Regions from separate parts of the Mus musculus genome. Here all the other regions are linked to region 1. Evidence: chromatin contacts called from public HiChIP or PLAC-seq data. All regions are on one chromosome and are shown on one strand. The core of a region is the stretch at or near the end of the contact, and the rest is flanking DNA. Distances in the headings are between cores, read along the strand shown.

Evidence for each region. HiChIP or PLAC-seq counts read pairs in DNA pulled down with a chosen protein or histone mark.
Region 2: a contact with region 1 is called in a FOXA1 HiChIP or PLAC-seq map of pancreatic cancer cells. The contact joins two enhancer-like sites.
Region 3: a FOXA1 HiChIP or PLAC-seq map of pancreatic cancer cells shows a contact between it and region 1. The contact joins two enhancer-like sites. A contact is called at or near these places in 1 of 15 datasets of contacts at CTCF or cohesin (pro-B cells), 13 of 484 Hi-C or Micro-C datasets (the AML12 cell line, B cells, CD4 T cells and 10 more) and 10 of 115 datasets of contacts at active chromatin or transcription factors (CD8 T cells, the NIH/3T3 cell line, double positive thymocytes and 6 more).
Region 4: a contact with region 1 is called in a FOXA1 HiChIP or PLAC-seq map of pancreatic cancer cells. The contact joins two enhancer-like sites. A contact is called at or near these places in 3 of 115 datasets of contacts at active chromatin or transcription factors (extraembryonic endoderm stem cells, microglia and pancreatic cancer cells).

The regions. Positions count from the first base shown.
Region 1 is chr11:52,078,592-52,081,852 of GRCm38.p6, forward strand. The region is part of intron 13 of Cdkl3 (cyclin-dependent kinase-like 3); the gene reads left to right. Among named protein-coding and RNA genes, the nearest start is that of Ppp2ca, 19 kb to the right of the region's middle. Within about 2 kb of position 1,625, at least 179 of the 459 cell types and tissues checked have an H3K27ac peak or open chromatin away from gene starts, as enhancers often do. A contact at or near this core is called in the AML12 cell line, the NIH/3T3 cell line, cerebral cortex and 3 more, where this site is marked.
Region 2 is chr11:51,891,477-51,894,806 of GRCm38.p6, forward strand. No RefSeq gene overlaps it. Among named protein-coding and RNA genes, the nearest start is that of Gm46281, 4.1 kb to the left of the region's middle. Within about 2 kb of position 1,490, at least 12 of the 459 cell types and tissues checked have an H3K27ac peak or open chromatin away from gene starts, as enhancers often do. A contact at or near this core is called in pancreatic cancer cells, where this site is marked.
Region 3 is chr11:52,332,427-52,335,332 of GRCm38.p6, forward strand. No RefSeq gene overlaps it. Among named protein-coding and RNA genes, the nearest start is that of Gm51894, 25 kb to the right of the region's middle. Within about 2 kb of position 1,460, at least 145 of the 459 cell types and tissues checked have an H3K27ac peak or open chromatin away from gene starts, as enhancers often do. A contact at or near this core is called in the AML12 cell line, the NIH/3T3 cell line, cerebral cortex and 3 more, where this site is marked.
Region 4 is chr11:51,914,474-51,917,737 of GRCm38.p6, forward strand. No RefSeq gene overlaps it. Among named protein-coding and RNA genes, the nearest start is that of Gm39822, 19 kb to the left of the region's middle. Within about 2 kb of position 1,753, at least 316 of the 459 cell types and tissues checked have an H3K27ac peak or open chromatin away from gene starts, as enhancers often do. A contact at or near this core is called in pancreatic cancer cells, where this site is marked.

The DNA of each region.
Region 1 (3,261 bases), core at 375-2,874:
TGTTAATTTTAACGATAGAAGTGATTGGATTGGAACTTTATCTTTTAGAGACAGATATTAAACATTTACTAGTGAGATTCTAATGCATGGGATTTACCTCAGAACAGCACAGGAAGTGTCATGGAGGATACCTAGAAGTAATAATAGCTTTGAGCTGATGATTGTGGAGACAGATAATGGGGCCTTCCCTTGCCTGGGGAAGTGGGGCCATTATACTATTCACTATATTACATAAATTTGTGAGTAATTATGACCTCTATACATGTTTGAGATTATACATGTTACATTTGCTTAATTATTGTGCATATGTATATATATTACACATGCTTGGAAACAGACATACGTTTTCAATGACCACTCTTTAGGTAGAGGGCAGGGTGGATCATCCTTAGATCTCCCACGAGTTCTGTGAGATAAAGGAGAACTCCTGGTGACTTCTCCAGAGACTCGTTCGCCCAGTAGCACCTCGTCTTCCCGTATGGCATTCTCGTCACCCCTGTGCCACCTCAGTCAAGTGTGGGCTAAGCTAACTTGACTGAGCAGTGGCCAGCTGTGTGTGCGTTTCTCTGCACCTTTTATCTGTGTCCTCAGCTTTCATGTCTGGCTTCTTCCATTCTTTGCAGGGCTTTCCACCTACTCAGCCCGACATCCTGTGACAATGGATGTTATGGTGTCTCGGGGATTATAAAGTGTTATATTAAAGAGGAGATAAGACATCAAAGAATAGACACTAATGTTTTCAAAATGGTGATTACCTGGGGCTGGGATCAGTGTCCAAACCATCTGAGCTCACTCACACACTGAAGCTAGGAGATCACAGCATGCTTTTTCTTCCTGCAAAAATAGAAATAATCTAAAGACAGTGCCTTAATTAGTGTTTCTATCACTACGATAAACACCACGACCAAAAGCAAATTGGGAGAAAGGGCTTATTTCATCTTACAGCTGTAGTATTTATGTAGTCCATCACTCAGGAAACTCAGGGAGGGACTGAAGGCAGAGGCCATGAAGAGTGCTGCTTGCTGATTTCCTTTTTATGCCTTACTCAGCCTGCCTTCCTATACACTCTAGGACCACCGGTCAACCTTGGGGGCTTTCTCAGAGGATGTGGGAATCAAGTGATTGGTTACTAGAATGACACATCTTAAGAATTAAGATCTCAGAGCTGGAGAGATGGCTCAGCGGTTTAGAGCACTGACTGCTCTTCCAGAGGTCCTGAGTTCAAATCCCAGCAACCACATGGTGGCTCACAACCACCTGTAATGGGATCTGATGCCCTCTTCTGATGTGTCTGAAGACAGCTACAGTATACATATATATAATAAATAAATAAATCTTTAAAAAAAAAGAATTATGATCTCTAGTGTGGGCTTTAAACATAGTTTTGGGAGGTTGCTTGTGTTTCAAGCAAGCTGTTAAAACAACCAAATGAATCACTCTGGGGAGTGGGTGATACTGTGGGCCCTTCCTGGTTCGAGGCTGAAACTGGGCTATGTCTGTGGTAAGGAACTAGAGGAGGAAGCAGAGCTGACTCATTAAGATTTCAGAAGCCTGGTATGTGGAGCTAGGAGTCCCTGGCTGTTGCCAAGGCAACAGCACAAAACTTTCTTATCCAAGAGCTTGACCCAAGGGGAGGGGAACGGCTGGTGCGCTGGTGCGGTTGGCCACTCATCTGTGCATGCTGAGTTGCTCAGGGAACTGCAGGGAGGTCAGGTGTTCTCGCTGGTGTTATTCAGTTCTCCAGCATGTTGGCTTTAGAGAGACTCTCAGTGGGACTTCTCAGTGTGAGTGCAGGGGCCATGTTGTCCAGAAGGAGGTGGTGAGCTGGGGCTGGAGTCATAAGCTGCTGTGATCTGCCCAAACTCAGGGCCAGGCCAGGAGGGGACAAAAGCTAGGCCACAGCCACAGGAAGGCCAGATCACACTTATATAGTGCTTACATACATGGGCTACATAGTAAACTCTTACCTCACAAAGCTAAAATAAACTAGCAAAAATATACCAAAAACAACTTTTGCCCGGCAATAGTGGCACACGCCTTTCATCCCAGCTCTTGGGAGGCAGAGGCAGGTAGATCCCTGAGTTCCTGGCAAGCCTGGCCTACAGAGCAAGTTCCAGGACAGCCAGAGTTATTGCACAGTGAAACTCTGTCTTGGAAAGCCAAACAAGTTAGAAAGTTTTCTTTATAGTTAGGTATTTCATCTCCTCCATACACAGTCACTTTAAGAGGGCTTAAGTGTGTCTGTCTGCACAGTCAGCAGAATTTTTGCTGGACCTCATCCTGACCAGTTTTAAAAGCGCACCTAGATGGCTGTAGCCAAGCCATTGGTGTCCTTGGGTGGAAACCACCCTTATTTGTTTCTGTCACAAAACATTCACCCAGGGACAAACATGGGGTGACTCAGGACCAGGTCTCCACACTCTGGCAAAACTACTTGGAGATGCTGCTCAGGGGATACGACCCCATATTGCCTGTGCACATAGAGTGTGCAGCAGTGTAAGGCGAGCATGTTTCTCCACTGTCTTCAAGACAATATGAGCCATTGCTGTACCTAAGCCCCTTGCCTCAGTCTAGGGGACTGAGAGCAAAAGGGCCTATTCAGGAGAAGCCTTCACTTGTAGCTTCCTGAGTATGGACCCTGCCTCAACCATGTAGAAGGAGAGCGTGAACTGAAACCCCCTCACACACACGCACTATTGGCATGCCTGCTGAATGCACATGCACACACATGCACATCTGCATGCATGCACTGACATGCACATATACAGGATAATGATGATAAGATAGAAAAATTTTTAATTAAAAAAGAGAGAGATTTCCATGTGAGTCAGATATGGGTCACTCAGCTGGCTCCTACTGGTTTGGGGAGAGAAGTTGGAGGTTGCACACGTGTACCCATGACTAGGGAAACAGATGACAATTTGTCGTGAGTACATTCTACAGTATGCTATTCATCAGTGGAGCTGATATATGAAATGTGCAGGTGGCAATGTGGAAAAGTCTAGAAAGCATATTGAGGGGTGAGTAACAGGAAGACAGAAAGATATATAATACAGTATTATTCATATAAATGAAAATACATGCAAACATAGCACACACCTGATATGAACACATAAGCCAGAGGCAGCAACTATATTGGAATGATTGCTTCTAAGAGAAGAATGGAGAGAGGAATGGGGCAAATACACCTGTGCACACATATATACACAGATACATCATGTGCTCACACTACATACATGTGCACAAGCATGCATGCATACA
Region 2 (3,330 bases), core at 240-2,739, 190 kb before region 1:
ACACACCAGTATAAAGGTACTTGCTACCAAACCACACACACACACCATACACAACATACACACAACATACACACACACATACACAACACACACACACACACACACACACACACACACACACACACACACACAGTAGAAAGGTACTTGCTTTGATCTGACAGCCCAAGTTTGATCCTCAGAACCCACATGGTGGAAGGAGAGAACTCATTCCCCGTTGTTGTCTTCTGACCTCTGTATCCATATTTATACACATACATGCACACATCACCAATAATTAGGTATAAGTTTTTATTATTTTTATTTGTTTTGTATGTGTGGTATGTATGAGTTCATGTACACACATGTACATATGTGCACATGGAGACAGACAAGTGGTTGATGTCAGTTGTCTTCCTCAATCACTTTCCACCTCATTTTATTTAATTAGTTTCCATTTTTTATTATGGGGAAGCCGCGTGTGCTACGGAGTGCATGTGGAGGTCAGGGGATAGCTCTGTGGAGTTGGCTCTCTCCTTCACGTGGGTTCTGGGAATCAAACTCCAGCCGTCAGGCTTGGCAGCAGGTGGCTCTGCCTCCTTGGCCACCTCACCAGCCCTCTGCCTCAGCCACCTCACCAGCCCTCTGCCTCAGCCACCTCACCAGCCCTCTGCCTCAGCCACCTCACCAGCCCTCTGCCTCAGCCACCTCACCAGCCCTCTGCCTTGGCTCTCAGACAGTATTTCTTTCCCCCTGAACCTGGAGTTCACTGGTCAGCCAGTCTAGCTGAACCACTGAGCTCCAGGATCTGTATGTCCTTACCTCAGTGCTGGAGGCACAGTTGGTCCTGCCTTACCCAGCTGTTACATGGATGCTAGAGACTTAAGTCAGGGCCTTGAGCTTGCAAGCACTTTACCAACTGAGCCATCTTCCCAGCTCCAAATGATTTCTTGTTGATGGTGGCTTGCTTTCCTGTTTATTTTAGACAGGGTTTGGCCAGACCAGGCCAGCCTCAAATCTGCAGTGACCTCCACTGGGGGTCAAGCTCAGGTGGCCTGGCGTGAGTAGTGCTTTGACTTGAGCCATCTCCCCTCTCCTAGACTCAGCGGTAGCAACACAGCTGTCAGCAACTCCAGGCTGACACTCTCCTACCTTCAAGCCCTGGTGAATGCCTTCCTAGCTGTCCAAATATCCACGACTAGCTCTGATTGGACCACAGGGTTTGGCATGGGAATCACAGACATCTCCAAACCAGCCACTGTACAGCTCCGCCCAGTTCCCAAGGCGTTCTGAAGCCCAGTATTGAGCACAATGCCCTCTGCACCATCTGGAAGGCTCCCTGCAGCTGAGCACCCTGCAGAAAGTGCTTTGCAGTTTTGCACTATGAATAAGGCGCTATACAGCTCCACGTGTAGGTAAACTCTCTGCATCTCAGCATGGTGCACAGGGCGCTCTGCAGCTCGGCAGATGCTCAACTCCGCTAAGATGCTTGTGGTTTGAATAGGTTTGACTCTCATAGACTCATGTGTTTGAATGCTTGACTCACAGGGAGTGACTTTATTAGGTGATGTGTGTCATTGTTGGAGTAAGTATGGCCTTGATGGAGGGGGTGTGTCACAGAGGGGGTGAACTTTGAGGTCTCCTATATATGCTCAAGTCTGGCCAGACTGAGCTTTCTGGCTGCCTTTGGATCAAGATGTAGAACTCTCAGCTCTTCCAGTACCATGCCCTGCTTCCTGGCATGATGATGATAATGGAGCAAACCTCTGAAAGTGTGAACTGGCCCCAATGAAATGTTGTCCTTTATAAAAGTTGCCCTGGTCACCGTGTCTCTTCACAGCATCGGAAACCCTAACTAAGACAATGCTCAATAGCTCTGTCCATAGGCGAGATGCAGCTCTGCTGGGATGGGCATGGCTCACGTGTGACTCTCATGCCAGAGAGTTCACCCCACCTTAAGCACGGGAGCAGGAAGTGTTGAGAGTAATAGTTGCCCAGGTAAAAGTGGGATGCCAGGGACTGACCGGAGAGATCACAAACTGCTCTGCAAGAGGACCCGAGTACAGTTTCCAGAACTGCACCCAGCCCCTCACAACGCCCTGCACCCGAAGCTCTAGGCCTATCTGATGCTTCTGGCCTCTCATGGGTACCTGCCCTCAAGTGCACATGCACACATGCACACACACACACAATTAAAAAGTAACAAAGATAAATTTTTTTAATAATTTTTTTTTAAAGTAAATTGGAGCTTGCTCCATCCCCTCCACGCATTGACCTGGCATTGCAGTACCTCCAGGAACGGTGCACCCCCTCCAGGGAATAAGAGCAGTCTGAAAAGTAGACTTCAGAAGCAGCCTTCTCTCTTGTCTGTGGCTCTTGCTCCACTTTCACTCTTTCCTGCCCACCAGGCTTCTTGATAGCCTATCTGTTTCTGTCGTTACTCTCTTGGTCTGCAGTGATTGACGCCTGTTACTATTTTCTGAGGCATAGACTGTTGTTGTTGCACCTTAGTCACCCTAAGATTTAAATGTCCTCTGCCAGGCAGTGGTGGCACACACCTTTAGTCTCAGCACTTGGGAAGCAGAGGCAGGTGGATTTCTGAGTTCGAAGCCAGCCTGGTCTACAGAGTGAGTTCCAGGACAGCCAGGGCTATACAGAGAAATCCTGTCTCAAAAAACAAAACAAAACAAGTAAATCAGAATGCTGTTACCAGAAGAGGGGGAATGGAAACTATGCAAGGAAACTAAATTATCAACAGGGGACAGGTGAATGTGGACCAAGTCTTCTGTTTGGAATCCGTGTACTGCTGGGCAGTGGTGGCGCACGCCTTTAATCCCAGCACTTGGGAGGCAGAGGCAGGCAGATTTCCGAGTTCGAGGCCAGCCTGGTCTACAGAGTGAGTTCCAGGACAGCCAGGGCTACACAGAGAAACCCTCAAAAAAACCAAACAACAACAACAAAGATATCCATGTGCTGATACACAGCTTTGGTGCAATAAACTTGTGAGGTGTTATTCAACTCCAAGGAAGTGTGGGGTTTCCTCGGCAGCCCCTGCCCTCTCTCAGCTCACCCCTCTAAGACCTGATTTCTTATTTTTATGTTCAGTCTGGGCACCCTGGTTCCCTTAGGGTCAACTGCCTGGGCTAAGGTTATTGGCCCCTGAATGTACTGTGCTGTCTGTGGGGACAGGAAACACAGCTTGCTCCACTCGGCACTGCACAAAGTCTTGCTGAGTGGGTGTGAATCGTTGTTGGCAGGTGAGTAGAGCCTGATACCTTTCAGAGCACTTTAGTATTGATGTTTAGTTTGGTTCTTGGTTTTCCTTTTGGCTGTTCAGAATAGAGACCGGAGTCC
Region 3 (2,906 bases), core at 210-2,709, 250 kb after region 1:
ATAATCCCAGCACTTGGGAGGCTAAGGCAGGAGGATTACTGCGGGTTCCTGGCTCACACATCTGTAATCCCAGCACGGGGATCACCCTGAGTTGGAGGTGAGCCTGAGCTACATAAGGAGTTCCTGGGCTGCAAAGTGAGAGCTTGTCTCAAGAAACAAATCAAAAAGGGGAAGGGAAGTGGAGGGGAGGGGAGGGGGAGGGAGAAGGTGTCAGATACTTTGACTGGGAGAGTGGCTTTCTGGTTTCCTGGGTGCACCGACCTCAGTGCATTTAGTCCTGTGTTTCCCGAGGATCTTCCCGATGCCAGGCACTGTGCCAACCGGGAGAGCGGTTGGGTTGCTCTGGGATAATGTGAACTGAGCATCCTGGCACGGAAGCCCCGGGTCAGCTGCGGCTCAGTGGTGACCCTGTGATCATTATGTTCATATCTCTCTATTGGTTTCTAAGACATGGCATTGAGCGTTCCGCTGCGGAGGTACAGGGCCGGGCTCTCATTAGTCCTGCTTGGTTGTACCTGAGGCATGCTCATTAGTCTGTGTTTGGCTGTTCCCTGCGGTTGCTAAGGCTCCCAGCCCAGAGTGTAAACAAATCATCACTAGCAGAACCCTGGGTGAGAGGCCCTCTGTGCAGCAGTGCAGGCCTTGCCGGGGTCAGGAGGAGGCATCCCAAGGAGACACACAGTCTCCCTGGTCCTCTGCCCAAGCTGAGCTCTGGCCCTCATTCCTTCCTGAGTGTGCCTCTCCGCATCCACTTCAGCCACACAATCAAACATTTCTAACAAAAAGAAGAACCTGATGTGACATCACATTTAGGGAGTGTGTAAATTTGCTGTTATGAAGCTGTGGTCCTGAGCTTAAAGGAACTTTGTTGGGGGTAGAATGCAGTTGGCTTCGTTTTATCAGTGTGAGAGTTCTCTGAACATTCTAGAAGCCCTTGATGCCTTGGCTAAGCATATGCGAGAGCTCAGAAGGCCTGTGGTACCATGTCTGTTTGGCCTCAGAGGTGGTACATTGGCCTCTGACCTCGTGCTCTTAAACAAGGCAGTTCCACGTCCTGGAATATCTTGGGGGGCAAAGAAGCAGCACCCCAAGAGGCCACCCACTGCAGCACAAAGCATTCTGTCACTGCAATCTCCTTAGCTGAAGTGGGAAGACTCTGGCTTTGAAATTTCACTAGGCTCCCAGTAAAGCCAGTTTCCTTCTGGTCTGAGGCCGAGGAAGTCCTGTGTCAGAGCATGTCCAAGCCTAGGCGTTGGCACTACAGCCTGGCGGCTGGTGGGAGAGAAGCCATAAGAGGGCCCTACAGTGTGCAGGCCTGTCTGGACCATTCTTTTCCCATGGCCCCAAGCCTAAAGCTCCGGAGTTCCCTGCCAGCGTTGCCGCCTCACAGGCTGGCACCGCCTGCTCATGTGGAAGGCCTATAATTTGTGACTCATGGCCTGTCGCCGACTAGGTGTTGGCAAGCTCAGTGCCCGGAAGCACTGACTCACCAGGCTGGTCTGTGCCCGCAGCCTCCTCATGGGCATCGGGAGTAGTAAGGTCCACCAGGAGTTGCTAAGGACAGCTAGTTTAGCCCTTGAGAAGGGCGAAGGTGAGAGGCAGGACTGTCTCTGGGGCTTGGATACCAGTCAGAGGTTATTGAAACCCAAAACATTGGTGCTGTGTCAGGTATGAAAGCTTTCATCTCAGGAAGGCTCACGAAGGCCTTGACACCCATCGGCTTGTATTATAATCATAAAAAAGTGTCACGGGGGGAGGGGGCTGGTGAGATGGCTCAGCGTGATCTTCTGAAAGTCCTTAGTTCAAATCCCAGCAACCACATGGTGGCTCACAACCATCCGTAAGGAGATCTGACTCCCTCTTCTGGAGTGTCTGAAGACAGCTACAGTATACTAACATATAATAAATAAGTAAATAAATCTTTAAAAAAGAAGTGTCATGGGTTGGTCTCATGCTGCCTTCATTCAAATGCTAAATTCTGTACCCCAAGATCAGGTTGCTCCAAGACAAGCAGATCTTCATGTATACCAGCTTTTGTTGTGTAAACCTTGCCCCCCCCCAAGTTATCCATGATTGGTTAATAAAGATGCCTACAGCTTATAGCTGGGCGGAAAAGAGGTAGGCAGGGCTGAAGGGTCCCAGGCTTAGAGTCTCAGGGAGAGACCATGAGGAGAGAGAGAAAAGGACACTGGAGAAGAAGGAAGTCATCGTGGGATAGGTAGGCGGGTCATGAGCACGTGGACATGAGGGCCGGGACAGTTGGAGTAGGAGCGGCCCAGGAGGAACATGACGAGCGATATCTCAGGGTTATTGACAGAAAAGCAGCCAAAATAATAGCACAGAGAGCTGACGTCTGCCCAGCTCTGGTGCTTTAAGGCTTATTATAAATATAAAGGTTTGTGTCTTTTATTTGGGAACTAAATGATCTAAGACGGGGTAGGAGCCCCCAAATAATATTTACCACAACACTGAAGACACATTAAAGCAGTGTTTTTCAGCCGGTGGGTCATGACCCCTTTGAGAGAGGTCACCTAAGACCATTGGGAAGCACAGATATTCACATTACGATTCATAATAGTAACAAAATGACAGTTATGAAGTAGCAATGAAATAATTTTACTGTTGGAGGTCACCACAACATGAGGAACTGCATTAAAGGGTCGCAGCATGGGAGGTTTGAGAACCTCTGCATTAAAGGAATTCTTTTCCCTTATGGTCAAGACAATGAAAGCTCTGGCCTGGGTTTTTTACTTTTTTTTTTTTTTTACTGGGTTTTTTACTCGTTTTTTTTTACATTTACTTCAACAGATTAGTCATTGGCTAAAGGGCCACCCCTCTGGAAGATGGGGCTACCCTTTAGGAGTGTGGATTTACCCTGGCCACACTAAAGAGATAGGAAGAACAAT
Region 4 (3,264 bases), core at 503-3,002, 160 kb before region 1:
CTGGGCCAGAGCCAGCAAGTAAGGCACGTTTACAAATCGGGACTCAAACAAGTTCTAAGGGATTGGGGATTGGGGGTGGGATGGAGAGAGGAGGCTATTTTGTGCTTTTCTGAGGCTGTGACAAAATATCAACCCAAAACAACTTGTCCAGCAAAGAGATTATTTCATCTTACATTTTACAGTCCACCATCAAAGAAAACCAAGATAGGAACTTGGAGAAAGCAACAGAAGCAGAGATCATCGAGGTCTGCTGCTTAGTAGTTGCTTCCCACCTGGCTCGCTCAGCTACTTTTCTTATATAAAACATAGGCCCACCTGCATAGGGATGACACCGCCCACAGTGGGCTGGGCCCTTCCACATTAATTAGTAATCATGAAAATGCTCCACAGGCATGTCCATAGGCCATTCTGATGGAGGCTATTCCTCAATTGAGAATCCCTTTTCCCACAAAAGTGCAGGTTGTCTTAAGGTAACAAAAACAAACTCGAAAAAGGGTCTTCTACATTCAATTCTCTCCTAGAGGACAAAGAGGTTAAAGACTCTGAGAAAGTCAGTAGTAAATGGCCTGTTGGTGTGGGTCATTAGTTTTGTTTTAATTTTATTCATTTATTTATTTTAAGATACTCTCACTGGGTTTCCCTGGCTGGACTGAAACCCTCTATGTAGTCCAGGCTGTCCTTGAACTCACAGAGATTTATTTGCCCCTGCCTCCCATATCATTCTCTGACTAGTTTTGTTTTTGAGACAGAATCAATAGCTAGTGCTGGCCTCAAACTCCCCACATAGTAGGATATAGCTCAGTAATAGGTTTGAACTTCTGACCCTGAGCCTCTGCCTCCCAGATGTTGAGATTGCTGGCTTGAGTCACTGTGCCCATTTTATGCACTGCTGGAATTGAACCCAGGTTCTCCTGCCTTAAGTGTCCTAACAACTGAGGTACATCCCCAGCTATAGATCATTTATCTGTAGAATCCCCTAGCAGTCATCCTCACTGTAAAGTCCTGGGGTTACCCCTGGAGACTTTGGTCACCCTCCCTTCTCCTCCCCCTGAGGGTAGGGTGGGCGTGGGTGGGTGGTGGACAGACACTCCTGTCCTCATTTGAGGATATAAGTTGTCCTGCCCACTGCGGCCTCCACCTGCTGGGGGTACTGAGATCTTTAAATAACCACCAGGGACTCCCCCCTTCTCACACTGTAGCTTGAGTCACCCCAAAAGCTTTCCTTTCCCCCAACATCCCTCTCCAGGGCTTCCTCTCCCATCTGAGTTGCCTCTCTGAGGTCATGGGCACCGCAGACCACATTTGGCAAGAACCTACAGGGAGTGGGACCGCTTCTTGAAGAGCTCTCTCAGAACTGGTGACCCATTGGTCAGCTTCTCTAGCTAGGACTCTACCTCGAACAGAGGAAAGAAACAGGAGACTGAAGGTGGGGACGGGGGTGTGGCGACAACCCAGCACTGGCGTCTGGGAAAAACGAAGAACCTAAGCTGCCTGGATCCCTGAACTTTTTACTCTGTAAATGACAGATGAATGACGTTTCTTATGGAGAAGCCCCTCCCATCTCACCTCCCGCGGTGCTCAATCCCATTCCCCAGAAGGGAACTGGCTATTTCCCAAAACTCAGACACATCCTGGCTGGAGCTGGCTGTGGGCCTGGCACCCCCGGGCAGCTGGGCAGGGCGGGGTGTCCTGGAGAGCCACGGATGGGCCTCACACCCAGGCTGGGCCAGGACACCCAGTCCTTGGCTGAGGCCCAAACCGGCTCTGTTTACAGAATCTGTCAGCCTGGTTCCCCTCCCCCATCCACCACTTCCCCTGGAGTCCTGGGGGCTGGGAGAGGACAGGCGGGGCCAGTGGGAGCCCTAGCCGCCGGCCTCCCCATGAAGGCTCTGATATTCATCTGTTCCTAGCATCCTTTCTTCTGGCGTCCTTCTCTAAGCCTGGAGCAGCACTTCCAACTCTGAGGCAGGTGCATTTCAAGGGGGTTCGGTAGAGACAGAGCTTGCCCCCGAGGGAAGCTGAGATAAGAGGTGCAGAGATAGGCTCGGTGCCCAGCGGTGCCAGGGAGATTCCCAAGGGCTTCCTGGAATTCTCTCTAGACAGAGGAGAATGAGGCTTTCTGCTTCCTCCACACCCCAAACCCGTGGGCCCCTCGGAGCATTTCCAGAATTCCTGGAGGCACCTAGAGCAAAGTGGATTAGCCTGGAGGGTAGATTCGGGACTTTCAGGTCTACGAAGTCCAGTGACGAGGATACCAGGCGAGCCTACATGGTGACTCAGCTCCCGCCAGCAGCAAGGAAGCTCTGCGTCGGAGAGCACCGGGTTGGGGGGGTGGGGGTGGGGATGGGAGGTTGTCTGGACGCCCCGCCCCCTCTGCTCCGGGAAGGCCAGCCCACCACGCCCAGCTTCTCAAACGAACAGCAATTCCCAAGGGTTTTCTTCCTTCTGTGTGAAGTTACTGACAAAAGGCTGGTACTTGCGGAGAACTCTCTGTGATAACTTACCTTCCTTTAGAGATAAGGAAACTGAGGCACAGAGAGTCCAAACTACTGAGTGGCTGGACTGTAGTTTCGAAGCAAAACATCTTTGTCCCAAGTGACACTATGCTAGGTGATAGGGGGTGACCCCCAATGTTATCTTCCTAAAACAGGAACCTGGAGATGCCCGGGGCCTAGGGGCTAACTCTGTTTAAAAATGTGTTATTTTTGACCAGGGTGGTGGCGCTCGCCTTTTATTCCAGCTTTCGGGAAGCAGAGGCAGGTTGATCTCTGAGTTTTAGGCCAGTCTGGTCTACAGGGCAAGTCCCAGGATAATCAGAGCAACATTGAGAAACTCCCTCTCTCTCTCTTTCTCTCTCTCTCTCTCTCTCTCTCTCTCTCTCTCTCTCTCTCTAAAAAAAAAAATCAAAGCTGCAGGAGTGCTTTCTCTAGTCCATTTGCTGACAGCCTGCCTTGGTGTCAGAAGTGCCCCATTCTTGAGTTTCCTCATAGCCTTCTCTATGTTTACAGATTAATCTTTGAGACCTAAGATCTTCTTGTTCAGCAATAGGCCCAGACCCTTAGCTCTTACAGGGGCGGGGTCAAGACTAGGGCAGTGCCACAGAAAGGTAGTGTTAGTCTAGACCTTTCATCCCAGCGCTCTGTAGGTAGAAGCAGGTGAGTATTAGGCTAGCCTGGTCTACATAGTGAGGGGGGAGAGAGAGAGGGTCAGAGAAAGAGACAGAGAAAGAGAAAGACACACAGAGAGACAAGAGAGAGAGACACA